Regions from separate parts of the Mus musculus genome. Here region 1 is linked to region 2. A link is a contact called in public HiChIP or PLAC-seq data. All regions are on one chromosome and are shown on one strand. Each heading gives the region's core, a stretch centred on a gene start, on an enhancer-like site or on the middle of the called end of the contact. The rest is flanking DNA. Distances are from core to core; before and after follow the strand shown.

The links. HiChIP or PLAC-seq counts read pairs in DNA pulled down with a chosen protein or histone mark.
Region 1: a contact with region 2 is called in an H3K4me3 HiChIP or PLAC-seq map of bone marrow-derived macrophages, with 4 times the contacts expected there. The contact joins the promoter of Gss here to the enhancer-like site in region 2. A contact is called at or near these places in 4 of 39 promoter capture datasets (macrophages, neural stem cells, neutrophils and 1 more), 3 of 15 datasets of contacts at CTCF or cohesin (CD8 T cells, the NIH/3T3 cell line and stem cell-derived epiblast-like cells), 27 of 484 Hi-C or Micro-C datasets (B cells, CD4 T cells, CD4 single positive thymocytes and 19 more), 18 of 115 datasets of contacts at active chromatin or transcription factors (the 230-238 cell line, CD8 T cells, the HPC-7 cell line and 12 more) and 3 of 9 other capture datasets (adipose tissue, liver and pancreatic islet).

Annotation. Positions count from the first base shown.
Region 1 is chr2:155,591,558-155,594,257 of GRCm38.p6, forward strand. It overlaps Gss (glutathione synthetase), which reads right to left and starts at 1,253. Exons shown (of 13, transcript NM_008180.2): 1 at 1,137-1,253. It overlaps Gssos2 (a long non-coding RNA gene), which reads left to right. Exons shown (of 5, transcript XR_001783522.2): 4 at 466-611; 5 at 895-2,700.
Region 2 is chr2:155,532,930-155,535,629 of GRCm38.p6, forward strand. All of the region lies in intron 2 of Acss2 (acyl-CoA synthetase short-chain family member 2), which reads left to right. Among named protein-coding and RNA genes, the nearest start is that of Acss2, 16 kb to the left of the region's middle. Within about 2 kb of position 1,357, at least 5 of the 459 cell types and tissues checked have an H3K27ac peak or open chromatin away from gene starts, as enhancers often do. A contact at or near this core is called in bone marrow-derived macrophages, where this site is marked.

The DNA of each region.
Region 1 (2,700 bases), core at 3-2,502, 59 kb after region 2:
TCACACACACACATACATACACACACACACACACACACACCAGTGTTTGGGTGTCCATGCATATTCATGAACAAAAACACTATACTAGTAATAACTAGACAATGCTAACTGGGCCCCTTGTTTTCCTTTCTACAGATTTAACTGTTCTGTGACTTGTTTGGCTGGTGACACTCAAGTTTGTATTTACACAGCAAGTTCTTTCCTGGTTTTCAATCTAGAACACTCCTCCTGCTCCCTGGGGCGGTCCTCCTCTAATGAGTCTCACCCTGACATCCCAGCCTCACGTGCACTTTTCTCTTACAGCCCATTTCTTCCAGTCCTGTGGATTCTGCTGACTAAATGCAGCGCTTTGAATTCCCTCATGTCTGCCTCTACTGCCAACCCACTCCTCTTCCTGGGCACTTTCAGAGTAGTAAAGGCATCTTAAGTGACTAAAACACACCAGCCTCTCTCTCTTACTTTCAGATCTTGGATGATGACGCTTTCCTGCTTTCCTCGCTTTCCTGCTTTCCTCGTGGCTTAAAGGTTCTCCCACTGAGCTACATCCCCAGCCTCTGTACCCCCAACTCTTGATTCTGTTTTGGAAGCCATCGCCGGATTTCTCTGTCCAGGTTCGTACCTCTATCATAAAAATAGCATTTGCCTTGATACTTCATTGAAGGTTAAATAAGTAAGTGGTGAATGAATCACGAAAAACTTTAAAACGCCCACACAGAAATCCCGTTGGACTTTAATCCCCTGGGCGAGGCGAGTGCGGGCTCAGGGCCTCGGGCTACAACACAGTCGCTTGTCCTGTCTTGTCCCCGTGATGGGCCCCGTCCGCTCCCCATCCCTAGACAAAGTTTGTTCCTGATCTCTCCCAGTTTTTGATGGTGGCTTGTTTATTTTCCCTAGAACTCTGGCTCTAGCCTCGCTAACAGTGTCCGAGCTGGGAACCGGCGATCTGGAAATCTAGGTTCAGCACGCCCAGCACAAGCCCCTCACTGGACACAAGTTTCCCGGTGCTCGCCGCGTTCCCAGCCACCGCGTCATCTGCCCGCTCGCCGCGTTCTAATCGCTCTCAGACCCCTCCCTCACCGCTCTCCTCCCAAGGAAACTTGACCCTCGCCAGCCGCCGTCGCGAAGCCCCGACTTACTCGCTCGTTGTCCAGCTGCTCGCCAAGCTCAAACTCCGCACGCCGTTACCCGGGCTCGGGGGGCGGGGCTTCGGTACGACCCAGTGCGCCTGCGCAGACCGCCCCGCAAGGCTAAAGAGGAGGGGTGGGGAAGGAGCCCTGTGTTTATGGAACTGGACGGCGGCCGGGAAGGGGCATTACATGAGCAGTGACCTGGGCTTTAAGGAATACGTCGGTACTCTAGGGAGAGCCTTGGTTGTGGCTACAACGGCGGGATGCTACCTGTTAGCTTAGTTCCCAGAGAGTTAGAGCTAGTGGCACGCTGTGAGATGGGGACACTCAAAGGCAGAAGAGAGCGTCGCATCCTCTGGGAACCCAGAGCAAAAGTTCTCTTAGCCACCCCTGTCTTCAGCCCCCATGGGGCTGTTTGTAAATATGCAAGTTCATTATCCTCTTCCCTCTATACAGACCCCTCATCCTCTGGCAACCTACAGTAATTTAACTTTGTTTTCCCTAGACTGTGAGAGGTTGATTCAAAATCTGAGTTATCTTGTATTAGTCAGGGTTCTCTAGTCACAGAACTTATGGGTAGTCTCTATATAGTGAGGGAATTTGTAGATGACTTACAGTCTGTAGTCCAACTCCCCAACAATGGTCAACAGCAGCTGTGAATGTCAGTCCAAGGATCTAGCTCAGTCCCACAAGGCAAGCAGGGCAAAGAAGAGCTAATCTTCCTTCTTCCAATGTCCTTATGTAGGTCTCCATCAGAAGGTGTGGCTCAGATTAAAAGTGTGTGCCTGGATCTGGGACTTGCTTTGTCCCAGATGACCTTAAACTCAGAGGTCTCCCTGTCTTAATCTTCTGGAATTCATAGTCACTAGGCCTCAAGATCTCCATGCCAAGATCCAGGTCAGAAACTTGTATCTCCCAGTCTCCAGATTAGGATCACAGGTGAACCTTCCAATTCTGGATTGTAGTTCATTCCAGATATAGTCAAGTTGACAATCAGGAATAGCCACTATATATACCTGATTTTAAAAAAAGATGTTCCTTTCTGATAAAAATTTTCCTGAAATGAATGTATCTGATCAAACCCTAGGGAATTATGCCTAAGATAGCAAACTCCTAATTGGTTTGGTGTAAATAAAAGGTGGGCTCTAGAGTGTGGGGCAGGCTGTTAAGAGCTGGCCTCAGGAAGAAACCTTGAGGCTGGAGATTTAGCAGAGACAAGACGCCATTCTATATATTAGGTACAGACAGACATGATCCAGAGTTAGCTGTAAGTTGGTGAGGCTCCAAGCCATCGCTGTGAAGGGAAAAAAGGGGAGGGGGAATGTCAAATTGAAGAGAGATTTATGAAGGAGAATTTCTACTGACTGTAAATCAGTGGCCTAACCCAGGGACCAAAATCCTTCCAACTCTTTAGATAAAGCAGGTGCCTCTCTCCAGTCTAGGAAGGACAGCCCTCCAGATGTCTCGTATGAATGGGACAGAGTTGGCAGGGAGGTGATCTGGCTGTTGCCAGAATAATGTTTGTGGTCTGATACCTTTTTCTTATTGCTTCTATAATGACCAGGTAGGAAGC
Region 2 (2,700 bases), core at 107-2,606:
CTGCTCTAACACCAGCTTCTCACCTCTTCCAACCTTCTTTTCCTGCCTTATATTTTACAGAGATAAAAATAAAGGCTGAGTTTGTACAAATTCATCTATTGGATTAGAGATAAACAGTAAATGCAGGTCTAGTAACTCCATATTTAAAAATAGGGGATCCTGCATTTTTGTATGTTAACGTAAACACCTGAAAGTTGTGCTAGAAATCCAGGACCCCACCCCAGGCTATTGATTTATTTATTTTTATTTTATGTGTATGGGTGTTTTGCCTGTATGCATTTATGTGCACCACATGTGAGCAGTAACTCAGAAGAAGAAGAGGGGTCAGATACCCTGGAACTAGACTTACAGATAGTTGTGAGCTGCCACATGGGTGATGGGAATAGAACCTGGGTCCTCAGGAAGAGCAGAAAATGCTCTTAACTGCTAAACCAACTCTCCAGCTCTGCCAGCCTATAACCAGAACCTACAGAAAATAAAATCTCTGAATCTATTTTTAGAAGATTTTCAAATAGTTGTTACACTGGGGTAGAGTACTGAAAAACAGTTCTTTCAGCACTGGGGTTATAGATCAGCTGAGAGCACATCACCTAGGATATGTGAGGCATACCTCCATAAAGTAAGGAGAGAAACTGATGGTTTTTTAAAGCATAGGAGAAGGGTCGTTGTGAAAGAAGGCAGAAAAGAGAATTCTAATTTTAGAGATTTTCTAATAGATCAGTGTTAGGAAAGATTACATACAGAAACTGAGGAACTAGAATTTTAATCTCTTAACATTTTCTGGCTAAGCGTTGGTGGTGCAGCAGTCCTAGCATTTAGGAGGCAGAAGCAGACAAATCTCTGTGAGTTTGGATTCTTTTAACCACACAGTTCTCAGGGCTTTAACACATAAGAGTCTTCCTTAACCTTTCCCTGCTGACTTTGGAAATCTCTCCCTGTGGAAAAGGCCGTGTTATTTAGAAGGAAAATGTCTTGAATAGATAGGCATTTAGAATATCCAGCTGCTGTGTCCAATGTGACGACTACTAAGCACAAGTTAATTATATTTAAAGTAAGACTAAATAAATGAAATTTTCTATTTTTAAGTGTTTACTAGTCATACATGGCTAATGGCTACTAGGTTGGATAGCACCACTTTAGAATGATGTAATGTGCTAGGGAACCCCAAGGCCATCACTTCCTATTCCTGTGCCTTAGGGTTCTCATATGTAAGAAGAATGGTGGATATCAAAAGCTCCATTCTTTAACTTTTTGAATGGTTTATAATTCAATTTTGGAGCTAGGCCTCCCTCCACCTTTTAGTCTTTCTGCTACAGTTAGAGCAGAAGTACACCCAGGGGACACTAGGCTGCTAATTTGTCAAATGATGTTGTTTCTACTTCCTACTCCCTTGGTGGGAGGGAAAAGTGACCTGAGGGTATGCTTACATCAGAGATCCTTAAAGTGTGCAACACTGTATGGGTCATAGAACGCTTTCAAGTTATACTTTTGAAATATATTTCTTTTACTTTTTTTGTTGTTGTTTTGCTTTGTTTTCCAAGACAGAGTTTTTCTGTATGGTAGCTTTTGCTGTCCTGGAACTCACTCTGAAGACCAGGCTGGCTTTTAACTCACAGAGACTGCCTGCTTCTGACTCCTGAGAACTGGGATTACCACCATGCCTGGCGTGAAGTACTCTTCTGTCGGGCATGTAATGGTATGCATACAATCTCATAAACTCCAAGGTTGGGGGAGCTTGGGTTACATAATGAATGAGACCTGGTCTCAAAAGACCAAGGCTTAGAGGATCTTGTTTTGTTTTGTTTTGTTTTGTTTTGTTTTGTTTTGTTTTGTTTTTCTGAGACAGGGTTTCTCTGTGTATCCCTGGCTGCCCTAGAACTCATTTTGTAGTCCAGGCTGGCCTCGAACTCAGAAATCCGCCTGCCTCTGCCTCCTGAGTGCTGGGATTAAAGGCGTGCGCTAAGGCTTAGAGTTGTAAATCAGTTCCAGAGCATTTGCCTAATATGTACAAGGCCCTGAGTTTGATCACCAATACTGCTGAAAGGCCTTACAATTAATCTTCAAGAATATAAATTGTATGAGGAAGTTCCAGAGCATTTGCCTAATATGTACAAGGCCCTGAGTTTGATCACCAATACTGCTGAAAGGCCTTACAATTAATCTTCAAGAATATAAATTGTATGAGGAATTTGTAAAATGAAAAGTCCAACATCAGTATGATGGCACACACCTATAATCCCAGCATTCCCTGGAGGGTTACCAGGAGTTTGAAGCCACATTAGCTGCATAGGCAAGACTCTGTCTCAAAACCAAAACCAAAAAAAATACCAAGGCCACATTCTCTGGAGAATGATCTAGTGTAAATAGTTGCTAGAGCTGTCCTGGGCAAACTGAACAATCGTATTCTTATCCTCTAGTGCATGTTGGGGTGTTTCTCAGACTCTGCGTTACTAGCACTACTTGAGTGTACTTTCAGCAATACTGGTTTTGTTTGGTTCTCATAACAGAACCTGCTTTTTAGTATCTCTGCAAATCTCAATTCTGTGTTACCTTCAGGGGTAGAGATCTCCTGAAGGAGCGTATCTTTGGATACCTCTGACGGTTAGAAAGGCTTTCTTTATATCAAGCTCTCCAAAAGAGATCTAACTATTCCACTTATAGTTACATAGTGCTGGCCTGCTTCGTTTCCATAAAAATCTT